2 separate regions of the Mus musculus genome follow, and region 2 is linked to region 1. Evidence: chromatin contacts called from public HiChIP or PLAC-seq data. All regions are on one chromosome and are shown on one strand. The core of a region is the stretch at or near the end of the contact, and the rest is flanking DNA. Distances in the headings are between cores, read along the strand shown.

The links. HiChIP or PLAC-seq counts read pairs in DNA pulled down with a chosen protein or histone mark.
Region 2: an H3K27ac HiChIP or PLAC-seq map of embryonic stem cells shows a contact between it and region 1, with 5 read pairs. The contact joins the enhancer-like site here to the promoter of Rnf17 in region 1. A contact is called at or near these places in 7 of 39 promoter capture datasets (the 3T3-L1 cell line, 3T3-L1-derived adipocytes, the HPC-7 cell line and 4 more), 3 of 484 Hi-C or Micro-C datasets (embryonic stem cells, nephron progenitors and stem cell-derived cardiac mesoderm), 2 of 115 datasets of contacts at active chromatin or transcription factors (bone marrow-derived dendritic cells and embryonic stem cells) and 3 of 9 other capture datasets (adipose tissue, embryonic stem cells and liver).

Annotation. Positions count from the first base shown.
Region 1 is chr14:56,399,444-56,406,683 of GRCm38.p6, reverse strand. Rnf17 (ring finger protein 17) reads right to left here and starts at 3,987. Exons shown (of 37, transcript NM_001033043.1): 1 at 3,860-3,987; 2 at 1,013-1,107. The coding sequence starts at 3,983.
Region 2 is chr14:56,464,223-56,471,462 of GRCm38.p6, reverse strand. It overlaps Rnf17 (ring finger protein 17), which reads right to left. Exons shown (of 37, transcript NM_001033043.1): 15 at 5,646-5,836; 16 at 3,657-3,798; 17 at 19-172. Among named protein-coding and RNA genes, the nearest start is that of Rnf17, 65 kb to the right of the region's middle. Within about 2 kb of position 3,117, at least 7 of the 459 cell types and tissues checked have an H3K27ac peak or open chromatin away from gene starts, as enhancers often do. A contact at or near this core is called in embryonic stem cells, where this site is marked.

The DNA of each region.
Region 1 (7,240 bases), core at 2,738-5,237:
GTACTTTTTACATCATTTAGCTGTGATTTTTTAAATCATATTTTTTTAAAAAGCCAGCATTATTTCTATCTCATGAATGTAAAAGTTCAGATAAGGTTAATAAAAACAAGAACCCCATTTATACCTTACTCCTCCATGTACCACCCTGCCAGGATATATGGTAATAATCTAACTATTATAATCCAATGGATATAAATCCAATCTATCTCTCCAGTAAAATACTAAGTTTACAGAATCTTACAGTCAACTTTGTAGAACATATTATAGAAATCAAACTGTATTTATATTTGTATTTATCCTAAATGTAAAACACTGATTTGTTTTCGCTCTTAAGGGCTGAAAGATTTTAGCCCTAGTTGAACTGTTATAAACATAGTACCTCTGGGATAAATATTAACATTTGGCATTTGTTTTGCTTTTCTGTCTTTTTATAGTACAATGTTTCTACAAACATCAGTTCTCAATATAGAGATGAAGAGAAAAAAAAGTCTCATATTTGTTGTATGGCTTTGGCACAGAAAAGGTGGAAGGGTTTTTAAAAGGCATGTATTGCATGATATAAATAAAAAGAGGTAATTTTCCACCAATGTCTTCTAAGAATCAAAATATGTGAGCAATATCTATTACTTTAATCTTCTTTGTCACTTTGAAGAATTCTAAAATGGATAGAAAGGTTTTTTCTTTATTTAATGTTATGTCCTGTGTACATGTGTGCACGTTTCTGAGTGAGGATATACATACACCATTGCATGAGTGTGGTAGTCAGAGGAGAAACTCTCATCTGGCTTTTATGTGGATTTTGGGGATCCAAGCTCAGGTTTTCAGGTTTTCACTCCAAGTGCTTCTACCTGAACACGCATCTTCCTGGCCCATGGAAACTTTTATCTTCTGTTAATGCTTCTTTAGTCAGAGATTAAACATCTATATTAAAAGTTTCTAGTTTCTACATTTTGTCTAACATTTTAACCTATAACATGTGGGTGTATTCAAAAATAAAGATTAGAAAACTTACCTCACAGTCAGTGCATTTACTTGTGGTATATTCTTGAGGTGCTAACAGGCACAGTTCACAAAAGGCATGTCCACATGGAAACTTGTGGTGGTCACCTATTGATGAAATTTCACCAATTAAAAAAGTCTACAATTTGTAGAATTAGGGAATAGGTACCCATCAAAGGGCAAATTAAAAAGGTATTCTTATACACACACACATATATGTATATATATATGATCCCTAGTTCAGTTAGATTGGCTGATTTATTTAACATTTAGGAGGTCAAAAGGAGGGAGAAAAATCAGGAAGCAAAATCATGCAGAGCTATATAATGTTTGCATGAATCCAGACAGTTTTGAACCTATACAACTGTAAATCTGCCCTATTTTACAATGATACAAAGTGCTCTGACATATTTCATTTGACCTTTGTAAATATGTCTAATTGGCTGCAAATATTGTGTCTAATCTACAAGTAGGAAAATATGCTGGTAATTTGACTATTTAAAATGTTTAATCCAGACTCCAACTTTCTGTTTCCAAATATCATCTCCATTCTGTTTGACAATACTACCCTGTATTTTCTATCTTATGAGAGGGTTAGGCTGAAATGAAACACTGGTAAGAATTTTCTCAGAGTAATCTAAGATGTTAGCAAGGATGGAAAACAGGGTAGAAACCACATGTTATGACCTACATTCAGATTATTTTTGCAAACCTAGCATTTGTGAAGAGTACCATAACCTTGGGTGAAAATATAGTATCAAGATTTGAATGTGACCCAGCAAGATGGCTCACTGGGTAAGAGTGTTTGCTGCTAAGCCTGGTGACCTGACTTTTATTCCCAGAACCTACAAAACACAAGAATAATATTGACTCCTGCAAGTTTTCTTATGGCTTTCAAATGCATATATGTATGTATCAACATACATACATACACACACACACATGCACAAAATATATTAAATATTTTTAAAAATATTTAAATGTACTAGGTAGACTTTGAAGCTTAATAAACTTTTAAAAATTATATAAATTTAAAATAGAATGCTATCTTATTATTTTGTTAGTGTGTGTGTGAATATTCACATGTGTGTACATGTAGAGGCTACAGGAACAACCTTGAGTTCTGATCCTCAGAAGTAGTCCACTTTGTTTTTTGAGGGTCATCCACTGGCCTGGAACATGTCAAATAGGCTAGGATGGCTGGCAAGTAAACCCAAGAGAGTTATCAGTTTCTGCCTCCTCATAAGGTTACAAACAGGTGGCAGCTTTTTCCTCAGGCACCAGGCACACATGGGGTACACAGATATACATGCAGGCAAAACACTCTTATACACCAAAACAAAGTTGTTGTTGTTGTTTTTTTAAAAGAAAACTAAAGTTAGTAATGTTTTGCTAGAACACATCTATAGGATTCTTGCTAAATTATAATAATTTCATTAATTTAACTTTTTAGAAGAATATTTTAATTTTTTGGCAAGCTGAAATTTGATACAAATTTGGTTAAATTTCAGGGCTAATATTACTAAGTCAATAAAAAAAATTTCAACTGTTTTAATAAAATTTCTGATATTGTACAAGCTGACCTGTAGCACACTTTAGCTTACAAAGCATGAACTCAATCTTATAATATAAATGCACAGACAAGCCACTGACTTTGTAAGATTATGTTCAAGAACCTTATTTTTTTTTTAAATAATTTTCATTTTAAAATGGGCATTTTCTACCTAACAGAAACAGTGATCTAAACTCCAAATAAGGCCAGGCCTAAAGGTACAAGGCTGCAATTCCAACTACTTAGGAGGTTGGACCAAGGACAGCTAGTTTGCCTACCATGTACAAGGATTTAGATTTACTACCTAGCACTGCAAAACAAATACCTCCAGAGAGATTGAAAATACAACTAGTTTTCTCTGTGGAAGGGTCTGTCTCCCAAATGGTGTCCATCTTCAAAGAGCCCACTGACCTCCCCTTTAAAGTATAAACATTAAACAGGTAAAAGAGTAAGACTTTTTAGTCATTTCAGTAGTTTTGATTCAATAACGAATACCTATTAAAATTATCTAAAGTACTCAAGTTACATTAAAATAACCTGAACTTAAAAATTCATTTTGTAGCCGGGCAGTGGTGGCACATGCCTTTAATCCCAGCATTTGGGAAGCAGAGGCAGGCAGGCAGGTAGATCTCCGAGTTCGATGCCAGCCTGGTCTACAGAATAAGTTCCAGTACAGCCAAGGCTACATAGAGCAACCCTGTCTCGAAAAACCAAACCAAATAAACAAAAGGAAAGAAAATTCATTTTGAAGATTGTAAATGACCTCCATAAGGGCACAGTGAACAAAGGCAAATACAATATCCTAAGATTCACAAAAGGAACTATAGTTTCTCCAGCAACGCTTTAAGTTAAATTGGGCCTTTTTTATTTTATTTTTTTCCATCTAAGAGCTTTTCAGTTTACTTATTATTCCTACAAGAAAAACTGAAAAACTACCCAGGAAAATCAAGTTTTATTTCTTCTTGATCACTAGATCATGAAACATTCCTTTCTTTCCTTCCTTCCTTCTTTTTTTTTTTAACCGAAGGAGGAATAAATTCAAATGTTGTGGTGGAGGAGGGTGACTCCAGATAATTAGTACCCTACTTCCTCACCCGCTGTTTCTTGAGCCTATCAACTTAGGGAAGTATGGGAAACGCGCTCCAGAGACTTGGCAGAGCTAACCGCCCGCCTCACATCTCTGTCTCCATCTTCCTGGGTGTGTGGAGAGAACCCTGGAGGGCCGGCCCAACCGCGCACAAGCCCGAAGCCAAGGCCGGGGTCACACACCCTCCCACGGGGCCACCCAGCCAGTCCCAGGCTCCTCACCGGAGGCAACGGACACCTTCCTTCCACACCGAGTGCACTGACACCCCGAAGCACCCTGCGCTCCACTCTTACTCTCCACTAGGTGACAGGAAGCCAGCCCGGTCGACGAAGCCTCTGCCGCCATTGCTCCTCTCAGCGCTGAGGGGCAGCAGCACGTGCAAGTCCCAGCAGCCCTCGCGTCAAGAACCAATCACAGGACTCCGGCGACCATAGGTAGCCAATCAGGAGGCAGAAAGACTAGGCCCCGCCTCACTCCCCACCCCCCAACCCCAGGTTGCTCTGGCTGCATTGCGGTGCTGGGCTTTTATCCTGGAGGCCTGTGTTCTCAGAAGAGGCCGCGAGTTTACTTTTTTTTTTTTTTTTTTTTTTTTTTTTTTGGTTTTTTTCGAGACAGGGTTTCTCTGTATAGCCCTGGCTATCCTGGAACTCACTTTGTAGACCAGTCTGGCCTCTAACTCAGAAATCCACCTGCCTCTGCCTCACAAGTGCTGGGGATTAACACGCCCGGGTGCGAGTTTACTTTTTACTTTTGAAGTCTTACCCAGGAGCCACCACTTTACACTTTTCATCAACTCGAATTTGCATTTTGTGTATTACGACTTACATCACTGGGCCAGGGGGACCTCAAGTACCAGGCCTTTAGAACCAAGGAGGCCCCGTCTCCATCTGCTTTGGGTCAGGGCGGCAATCTGTCATTACTTGATATCAACTGTTGCAGAGAAGTCAATTAGCTACCCTTGTGAGAGATCCAATTAATTCCAAACAAAGGGATGCTCGTTACTAATAGCTCCTGAGCCTCATCTACAAGTCACTATCCTGGGAGACATCGAGGATGCAAAGAATTTGCAAACTAATAGATTTCTGTTTGAGAGACATGTAGCTAGAATTTTGTGAAGACACGGAGTCGATATGGTTTACAGTGAGTGGTATGAAAAGTCTCCCTAGACATTGCAAGATTTTCCCTAGACCCTAAAACCCCACTGGTACTATAGGAATGAACAGAGAGTAATAATCCCGGGGGGAAAGAACTCAAGGAGAAACTTTTAGCAGGGAGATACAGCGGCTGCTAAGGAATTAATTTATAAATCATTCAGAGAGCATACTAGTTTCCTTCGTATGGGATTTTGGTGGGAGAGAGTGGAGGCTGAAGAATTTTAAAGCGTTCTGAATATTACACTTTGCCCTTTGATCAGGAAAGCATGGGAATGGCTTTGTGAACAAAGAATGAAAGAATCCAGTAGCTGAGTGATGGGAGTATTTCAGAAGAAGCGACTGAAGGTGGCAGGTCCAACTCAGCAGTTAAGAATAAAGCCCATCGGGGCTGGTGAGATGGCTCAGTGGGTAAGAGCACCCGACTGCTCTTCCGAAGGTCCGAAGTTCAAATCCCAGCAACCACATGGTGGCTCACAACCACCCGTAATGAGATCTGATGCCCTCTTCTGGTGCATCTGAAGACAGCTACAGTGTACTTACATATAATAAATAAATAAATAAATAAATAAATCTTTAAAAAAAAAAAAAAAAAAGAATAAAGCCCATCCATATTGTTTCTCTTTCCTGCTCTGTATTGTATATGTGATTGTATGTGGTTGTTTTTTTTTAATTGTGCTCAGAGGCACACACCTCCTAGAACAGAAATTGACATTTTTATAGGGTTTGTTTGTTTTTGTTTGTAAAACAAACTATTTTGTACCTTGAATTGGGTGTATGTATATTGAAACATTGTAAAAGTAAACGTATCTCAGAATCTAAAGGTGTGCCATCCATTTCTTAAGTATTGCTTTTTGTTTCAGACTGCCTTTTGAAAATAGTGAACAATGTTTTCAGATATGAAAATAAGCAGACTTTATTAGTAATTGAGAAATTTTATGATGGACTGATTTTTTAAAAAGTTTAAAGGCATACTCCCACTGAAAAATTCCTATGCCCTGTTACCTTTAGGAGGAAAGATGGATTCTCACAACCCATAGGTTTTACTGACTCGTGATGGAGCTTAAGTTGCTTCCTAATACTAATCAAGCCCATAATCTTATGTAACATGTTGATTACTCTTACCTTTAAAAAAGTTTCGTCTTTCCTCATCTGAAGTACCCACCCCTTCCTCTTTATCAACTCGTGTCTTTTCAGGCTTTGCAGGTTGTCAGCAGGTAGTATTAGTCTGATTTTGCCTTTTACTTTTTGAGTCAGAATCTATCTATCTTTCCCAGGCTGGTTTCAAGCGTCAGGACTCAGGTGATCTCTCATTTGAGCTTCCAGAGTTGCTGGAGTAACAGGTACATGCCACTATATACACACACTATATAGTAGTATAGTTTGAATAGTAGCAATCTCATTGCATAGAGATTCATTTTGTCCAAAATAAGACTATCTGAGGTGATACTGTGCAGTGGAACTTCTGAATCTCAGTGGCATTCTGAATGTCATCAAGCATGGTGCAGAAAATTAAGCCCTTGGGAATCTCAGAAGTTGAACAGTCTTGGATAAATCAGGACTTAGCCACCACATGGGTGCTGGAACCCAATTCTCTTCAAGGTCAGTATGTGCTCTAACCTGTCGATCCTTCTCTCTAGTCCCTTCTTTACTATTTTGAACACATTTTATACTATATCCTTTAAATTCTTTTCCGTTGAGGAATTTAATTCTATAAATGGTTATTTTTGCTGATTTTCATGCACAATGACTTATTTTGTATTGGATTGTAATTTTGTGTTTGGAAGTACTTATGTTGGAATCTTGTGAGGCTTCTGCTAAAACTTCATTGCTTTTTCCTCCTGGTGCCCCAAAGTATTATGTATTGAAGATCACTTGTTTGTTTGTTGATACGGGTGTTACTATATATCTCAGGCTGGCCTAGAACTTGCAATAGCTCTCAGGCTGATTCCCTACACATGCTCTTCTTGCCTGTACAGTAGGGTAAAAGGCCCAGGGAAAGAACACACTGACCTTGACTTGACCCCAAGTCCAGGACCAGGACCAAGAAATAGAACCCACCAATCCCTGAACTTGCCCCAATATCAGGTCACCCTGGAAAGCTCCACCCCCCACCCCACCCCTACCCCCAAGAACCAAGAAACCCTATACAAACCCTGTATTCTGCCCAGTTCTCTGCTGCTTCTCACCCCAGCAGAAGCAGCCACCTTCCTGGGATTTTCCCTCACAATAAATCTCTCATGTGAGGTTTGTCGTGTGGTGTGATTTGTGGTTTTCCTGGCTCCTGGCTGCCAGGACACCTCTCAGAGCAGAGCTGTAATACTTCTGTAGAGAAGGTCTTTCCCTACAGAACTGCAACCTTTACATCTATCTTCCACTGAAATCACCAATGTATGCCACCAACCTTGATCCTCCACAAACTTTCTCTGTCTCTGTCTTTATGTCGCTGCT
Region 2 (7,240 bases), core at 1,868-4,367, 66 kb before region 1:
TAACAAGCACTTTCCTACCGATCACTTTTGCACGATACCAGATTCCATCTTCAAATTTAGCTACACAGGCTTGATTCTGAAGAGGACAAAGGATTTCCAGATTTTCTCCATCTTCACCTTTATAGAATTCCTCAATTGTTTTTAAAAGAGATAAAAAGTCCAGGTTCTCCATCTGAGGAGAAAGGGATATGACACTGCAGCTTAATAGAAAATGGAAGCTCAAATGTTGAATTTATTACAAGTACTGCTCAGAAATTCATAAACATTAACTGACATTAGATATAGATCAATGTGGTGTTATATAATTTATTTTGAACCTATTTTATTCAGAACCAGTATAAAATTACTATGTGTAGATATAAACAAAACTAAGATCCCATTCAACAAAGTAACTTACTGTATGTTCATCTAGATTATGTCTGTGTCCATACACATATACTCAAACTTTTGTTTTTAACAAAACTTAGTCATACTGTACATAAAATTTATAGTTTTTATTTTATGTGTATGGGTATGTTGCTTGTATGTATGTATGTATGTGCACCATGTGCATGCATGATACCCATGAGGCCAGAAGAGTGCATTAGATTCTCCTGCAATTGGTGTTTCAGATGGTTGTGAGCTACCATGTAGGTACTGGAAAATAAACCCAGGTCCTCTAGGAAGCAGCCAGTGCTTTTAAGCCTCTCCAGTCTCTCCAAACCTCTGTATGCACAATTTAGTGACCACTATTTTCCCATTAACACTCATTTTGCTTCAGTAAATGTTTCTACTCATGTTTCTAAGCTATATTTAGTTTTCTCTAAATGATCCAAATGATTATGCAATCCAAGATTATACTATTTTTCTGGCTGCTATCTCTAGAATTCATAAACAAACTCTACAAACTAGCACAGCCCTCTTTTCATAATATTTTACAGAGTTGGGGCTAGACAGATGGCTCAGTGGTTAAGAGTGCATGTTGCTCTTGGGGAGGCCCCAGGTTCTGTTCCAGCAATCATGTCAAGTAGCTTACAATCACCTGAACTTCCAGATCCAAGAGGATCCATAGTTTCTGGCCTCCCCCATCACTTACACTTACAAGCACACCCCACATATATAAAATTAAAAAAATAGAAATGAATCTTAAAAAACAACCTCTTCTGGATCACTGAGATGGCTCAGCAGGCAAAGGTGCTTGCTGACAAGGCTTACAATCTTGCTGTTAACTCGAGTTTTCTAGGACCACATGGTGGGGGCGGAGGGGGGGGGAGAGCACCAATTCTGGCAAGTTGTCCTCTGGCCTCCACATTTGCATAATGAATAAGAACCATCAAAGCCCTTTTTCCAGAGGATCTTCCACCTTCTGGGTTCATGTGGTTGCATCCTTACACCATCCCTGTGGAGGCCACACAACTTGCAGAAGTGAATGCTCCCCTTTTATCATATGGCTTCCTGGATCAATTTCAGGTTGTTAGGCTTGTAGCAAGTTTCTTTATCTAACGAGCCATCTTGCCAGCACTCTTATATTATTATTTATTCTTCCTTTGAGTAGAGTATACTTGCTGTACTTCCCGCAAAGTAACTACAACATCCACAAGTTTGATAGATCTCAGCCAACCCTCTTTTTGCTGGTGATTTTGTATGATCATGCATGCTCAAATACACTGGAAGATACAATACTTACAACCCACTATTAGAATGCCAAAATTAAAGCATAACTCTGACCATGATTCTGACGTTTCTCATAAAACATTAGTACCTTTTTTTTTGTGCTCATGAATTAGTCTGATATCTTTGATGTCTGATATCTACTTCCCTATCATTTACCTAGCAGTTTTAAAATAAGTTGGTAATTCCCTCAAGTTAAAATGCAAAAGAACTGGTGCACAACTGTAATCCCAGGACTCAGGAAGCAGAGGCACGCATATCTCTAGGAGTTGAGGCTAGCTTGGACTATATACTGAGTTCCAGGACATCCAAGGACAAATAGCAAGATCTTTCCTCAAAGAAACAAACTTTCCTAATATTAATAACTGGCATTTGGAGAACTAATCAAATACCCTTGATTAGGGGAGAGGGAAGTATAGGAATTTCAAAAACAATATTTTCAGACCATACCAAATATAGCCTAAAGTTTAATAAATGAAACCTATTTTACTTAAGAATACAGAAAATTCACAAGTCCCTCCCCCCTTTTTTGAGACAGAGTCTTACCAACAACTGACCAACAACTCCAAGGTGGTTTCCTATGTATATAGTATTGGGGTTTCTGTTAAGACAACTTATGGCTCTTAGGGGAATATTTTCATTCCAAGTGGCATAAATTCATTCAAACTATATATATCCCTGTACATATAAAATAACAAAATATTATGTCTTCCTATGGTTTTTCCAAACAACCTTTCAATTGATAATATACCTACAACACAGTCCCTATACCTAATGTGCAGGCGATATTGTAGAAGAGGTGGCAGAAAGATTGTAAGAGTCAGGAGCCTAGGATATCGGCTATGACACAGCGTCTTCTCTATATGAGGGGCAAGGTGCACTCATAAAATCTCACACACATAGAACAACACCAAGTAGACTTGGAAGGCTGTATTTTTGTGTGTAACAACAATAAAAGAAGAGGAGGTCATGAATTGCAGAGGGCATGGGAGACCATGGGATGAGTGGGAGTGGGTAGAGAGAGGAGTAGAAATGATATAAGTACAGTACTCAATTATAAAGTTCTCAAAAAAATTTAATTAAAAATGTTAAAATAATAAATTAACATTATGCTTATCTACCAAAACAAAAAGACATTGGAAGAAAAAGAAATGCATGTCCTATTTATTACAAGGCTAGGAGCTTCCATTAATCATGCAGGCAACCAGAAAGTGGTGCTGCATTGGAGATGGCAGGCTCTGAAGCAACATGGCCCAGTTCAAGCCAGAATGTATATTTTCAGAGTTGTGTGGAAAAAAGACGTTTTATCTATGTGATCAGACTCCACATCTAATAGAGGCAGTAGCATCTTTATCACAGCATTTATGTGTGTATATGTATTTTGCCTGTATGCATACTTGTGCACCACTTGCATGTTTAATCCCATGGAAGGCCAGAAGAGGGCATTAGATCCCATGGAAATGAAATTGCAGTGAGCCAACATGTGGGTCCCTGGTAGAACAACCAGTACTCTTAAATGCTGAGTCATCTTCAGCCCCAACCACAGTATTTCTGTGATATTAGTGATGACTTCACAGGAAGACTATGGTTTATATATGAACTAATTCATATAAAACAATGAGAGACCAATGACAAGCCTGCTGTTTTATTAGCTGTCTAAACTGATTTATCAATCACACATCCCAAGCTCAATCTAAGAAGGTTTACTCTAGTTTGAAGTTAGTAATAGCAGTTCTTAGATCTTTCTGGTTGGAATTAGCTTTCCCAGTCTCTTGTCTATAGGGAAGCAAGAAACACTCAGACATAAGTACCACTCTTATCTTTTTCTACCTTTATTTCACTAACTTGTAGGAGAAAGATTTCTATTTGTCATAAGTCCAGTGAACTTCCTGTTGTTTATAGTTGCAGCTTCTAAGAAGTTTAAACGTACAGAAGACTTGATTAATTTGTATTTATTCTATTAAACATTTCTATTTAAAAATCTTTTTTAAAAAGTGTATACTTACCAGCTGAAGATAAAAATCAGTAGGACTATTTATATGGCAAACCATGACTGAAACTTCAGTCATCTCTTCAGGCAAAATGGGTGGATGATAGCATAAAGTTGTATTTTTTTCACTGTGACTTCTTGGTGATTGTGACCTAAACCTAATTAAAAGCATAATAAGCAAACCAATTCCTATAAAGGTTTTGGGCTTGTATAAACATTGACTTATTTACCAAAAGTATACCATTTTCAATGTTTCTCTAACTTATAACTTGGCATGGTTTCCACTTATTTAGCCCTGTAATAAACACTCAGATTTCTATCAGAGGACTCTGGAGCTGAGACTGGTCAAAAGCATGTCACGGCTGCTGTGGGCTGCGGTGGTGCTGAGGTGAGACCAGCTCAATCTCTGTGGCCTTTCTGCGCTCACTGCTCTCTGCCTTTACTCTTCTAAAGGAAACCTATGTGGACCATCTCTGGAGTCACACAACACTAGCTAGGATCTTCTGCTGTCTCCATAGTTACTTAAGTCATCTTAGTATCACTTAGAGTAGTGATATGAACTCATTCCAAAGGCTACATAATTTAAGTCAGGAACAGTTAAATTACAATTCATGGAACTAAATAGCTTTTTATGAAACTTATAGAACACCAAATATGTTTAGTAATTATACATACTTTCTATTTTAAGTGATGTGTGTGTGTGTGTTTAACATATGTGTGAAAATTAAGGTGCTCATGGTGCATGAGTGGAGGTCAGAGTTTAACCTCAGGTATAGGTCTTAGCTTTCCACCTTGTTTGATCTGAGATCTCCTCTTCTGTGTATGTCAGGCTTGCTGGCCCGTGAGCTTCTAAGGGTTCTCCTGCCTCTGCCACCTATCCTGCCCTAGGAGCACTAAGATTAGATGCTTGTGATGTGAGGTTATTTTATTCTGGGTCTGGGTATTAAAACTCAGTCCCTTCAGCGTGTGTGACAAGCACCTTTATTCACGGAGCCATTTCCCCAGTCTTCTATTTTAGGTTGCCATAACTTCTTACTTCTTAAAGCAAACTAAATGTAATTTTCACAAACAAGTATATTTAGACAGCATGAGAGCAATGTTTTGAAGCCACTAAGAACATGCTAAAGTTCATTTATGATAACTTTTTAGACTATTTTATGTGTATGAATGTTTTGTCTATATGCGTATGTATACAGCACAGGCATGCCTGGTGCCCTCAGACATCAGAAGAAAAGAGTCAGGTCCCCTGGAACTATAGTTACAGATGGTTTTGAGCCACCATGTGGGTACTGGGAACTGAACCAGGGTCCTCTATAAAAACAGCATATGTTCTTAACCACTGAGCATCTCTCTAGCATAAGCCTATAATTTTTATCATCATCACCATTCATGACAGAGTCTCATATAGCCAAGCCTGGCTTTGAACCTGCTCTATAGGCAAGGGTAGTGCTGTATTTCTGATCTTCCTTCCTTTCCCTCCTGAGTGCTAGGATCATGGTGCTGTGCCTGCCTGTTCATATGGTGCTGGGGATTGAAGCCAGAGTCTATGCACACCAGGCAGGCACTCTGACAAGTCTACTACATCCCTAGGCCAGATTCCAGTATTTTTAATACTCTTGTTTTCACTGGCAGTGTTGGCATACACCTTTAATCCTAGCATTTGGGAGGAAGAGTCAGGTGATCTCTGAGTTTGAGGTCACCCTGGTCTACAGAGTGAGTTCCAAGACAGCCAGGGCTACACAGAGAAACCCTGTCTCGAAAACAAAACAAACAACAAAACTCCCAAACCCTCTTTTCCTATTTATAGCTATAATCTTTCAAAAGAGATTTACTTTTATGTTTCTAAGTATTTTGCATGCATGTAAATATCTGTGCCACATGTGTGTCTGTTATTTGAGGACAACAGAAGGTGGCATTGTGTTTTATGAGTTAGTACTCTAACTCATAATATCTTCAGCCCCTAGAACTTAAATATTGAATATTTAAGTTTTAACAAGTCACTTACCTTGCTAGTTCCATAAAAACCAATGCATCTCTGAGAGACACAGGCATATCACTGCTGATTTTATTTGTTGGTGGTTTCTGCAGATCTACAATAAGGACATCATCTTCTTCTCCAAAAACTTTCATTAAGACAGCCTTCTTATTTACCATTTTCAAAAATTCCACTTTTGCCTCCTTTTCCCAGCCCTCAGTCTATGGAAAAAATAAAGTTCCAAAGTGGTTAGTAATTATAGTTAGCTCTAAAGTTAGTGTGGATGTAGTTGGGTATACCAGCTGGCCTACGACTTAAAGTAAAGGCACTGAACCAACCATATGCATTTAGGAATCATCTGAGGCAGTGAACCAAGTGCAGTCTATCTATGTACAAGGTAGATATCTACAATCTGTAGTCTCCCCTCCCCTAGCCTGAAACCTGCTTGCTCAGGGGTGGAGCTTCCTGCTCATTCGTTCTGCCACGCCCACTGCTGAAACCTGCGGAGCCACACACGTGCACCTTTCTACTGGACCAGAGATTATTCGGCGGGAATCGGGTCCCCTCCCCCTTCCTTCATAACTAGTGTCGCAACAATAAAATTTGAGCCTTGATCAGAGTAACTGTCTTGGCTACATTCTTTTCTCTCGCCACCTAGCCCCTCTTCTCTTCCAGGTTTCCAAAATGCCTTTCCAGGCTAGAACCCAGGTTGTGGTCTGCTGGCCGGACACAAAAACAATCTAAAGAAACAACCTTAAGATATGTATAAGTTTATAAGTCACTTTCGAATAGTATAAAAATTGAGGGCTGGAGAAGCGGCTCAGTGGTCTGGATGGAGCACTTGCTGCTCTGGCATCTGGGATAAGAGTCTCAGCACCCAGACGGTGAGTCATAACCATCTGTAACTCTAGCTCCAGGGGACTCTGGCACTTTCACAGGCATCAGGTACATATGTACAGACATGGAGGCAAAACATTCATACACATAATATAAAATATCTAAAAATTAATATATACACATATGTTTAAATATATGTATGTTTTTCAAGACAGGGTTTCTCTGTCCTGGCTGTCCTGGAACTTGCTTTGTAGACCAGGCTGGCCTTGCCAACTCACAGTCATCTACATGCCTTTGCATCCCAAGTGCAGGATTAAAGGTATGCATTAGCACACCTGGCTAAAAAAGAATATTAATGAAAACTATAATGACTTAAAAGTATGTTTCATATGAATTTTCCACTTAAATTACAGAACTTCAAAAGGCAATTCTGAATGTATACTTTAAGACTCCAGTACTGTGACAGTATAACAGACTAAATAATGGACACCAAAGAAATAAAATTTGGTGCTAGGAATGTAGCTCAGCTGGCAGTGTACTTGCCTGGATAATCCCAGGACCACATTAATTAGGTGTAGTCATGTACCCATCCTGATTAGTGTGGTAAACTTGACACACCTTAGTCTTAAGGGAGGAGAAACCTCAGTTCAGATTACCTAAATTAGTTTGATCTGATAGCATGTGTATTAAATACTGCCTTGATTTTTAATTAATGTAAGAGGATCCGTCCTACTGTGGTCAGCACTACTGCTAGGCAGTTGGTCTTGGGCTGCTTAAGAGAGTTAGCT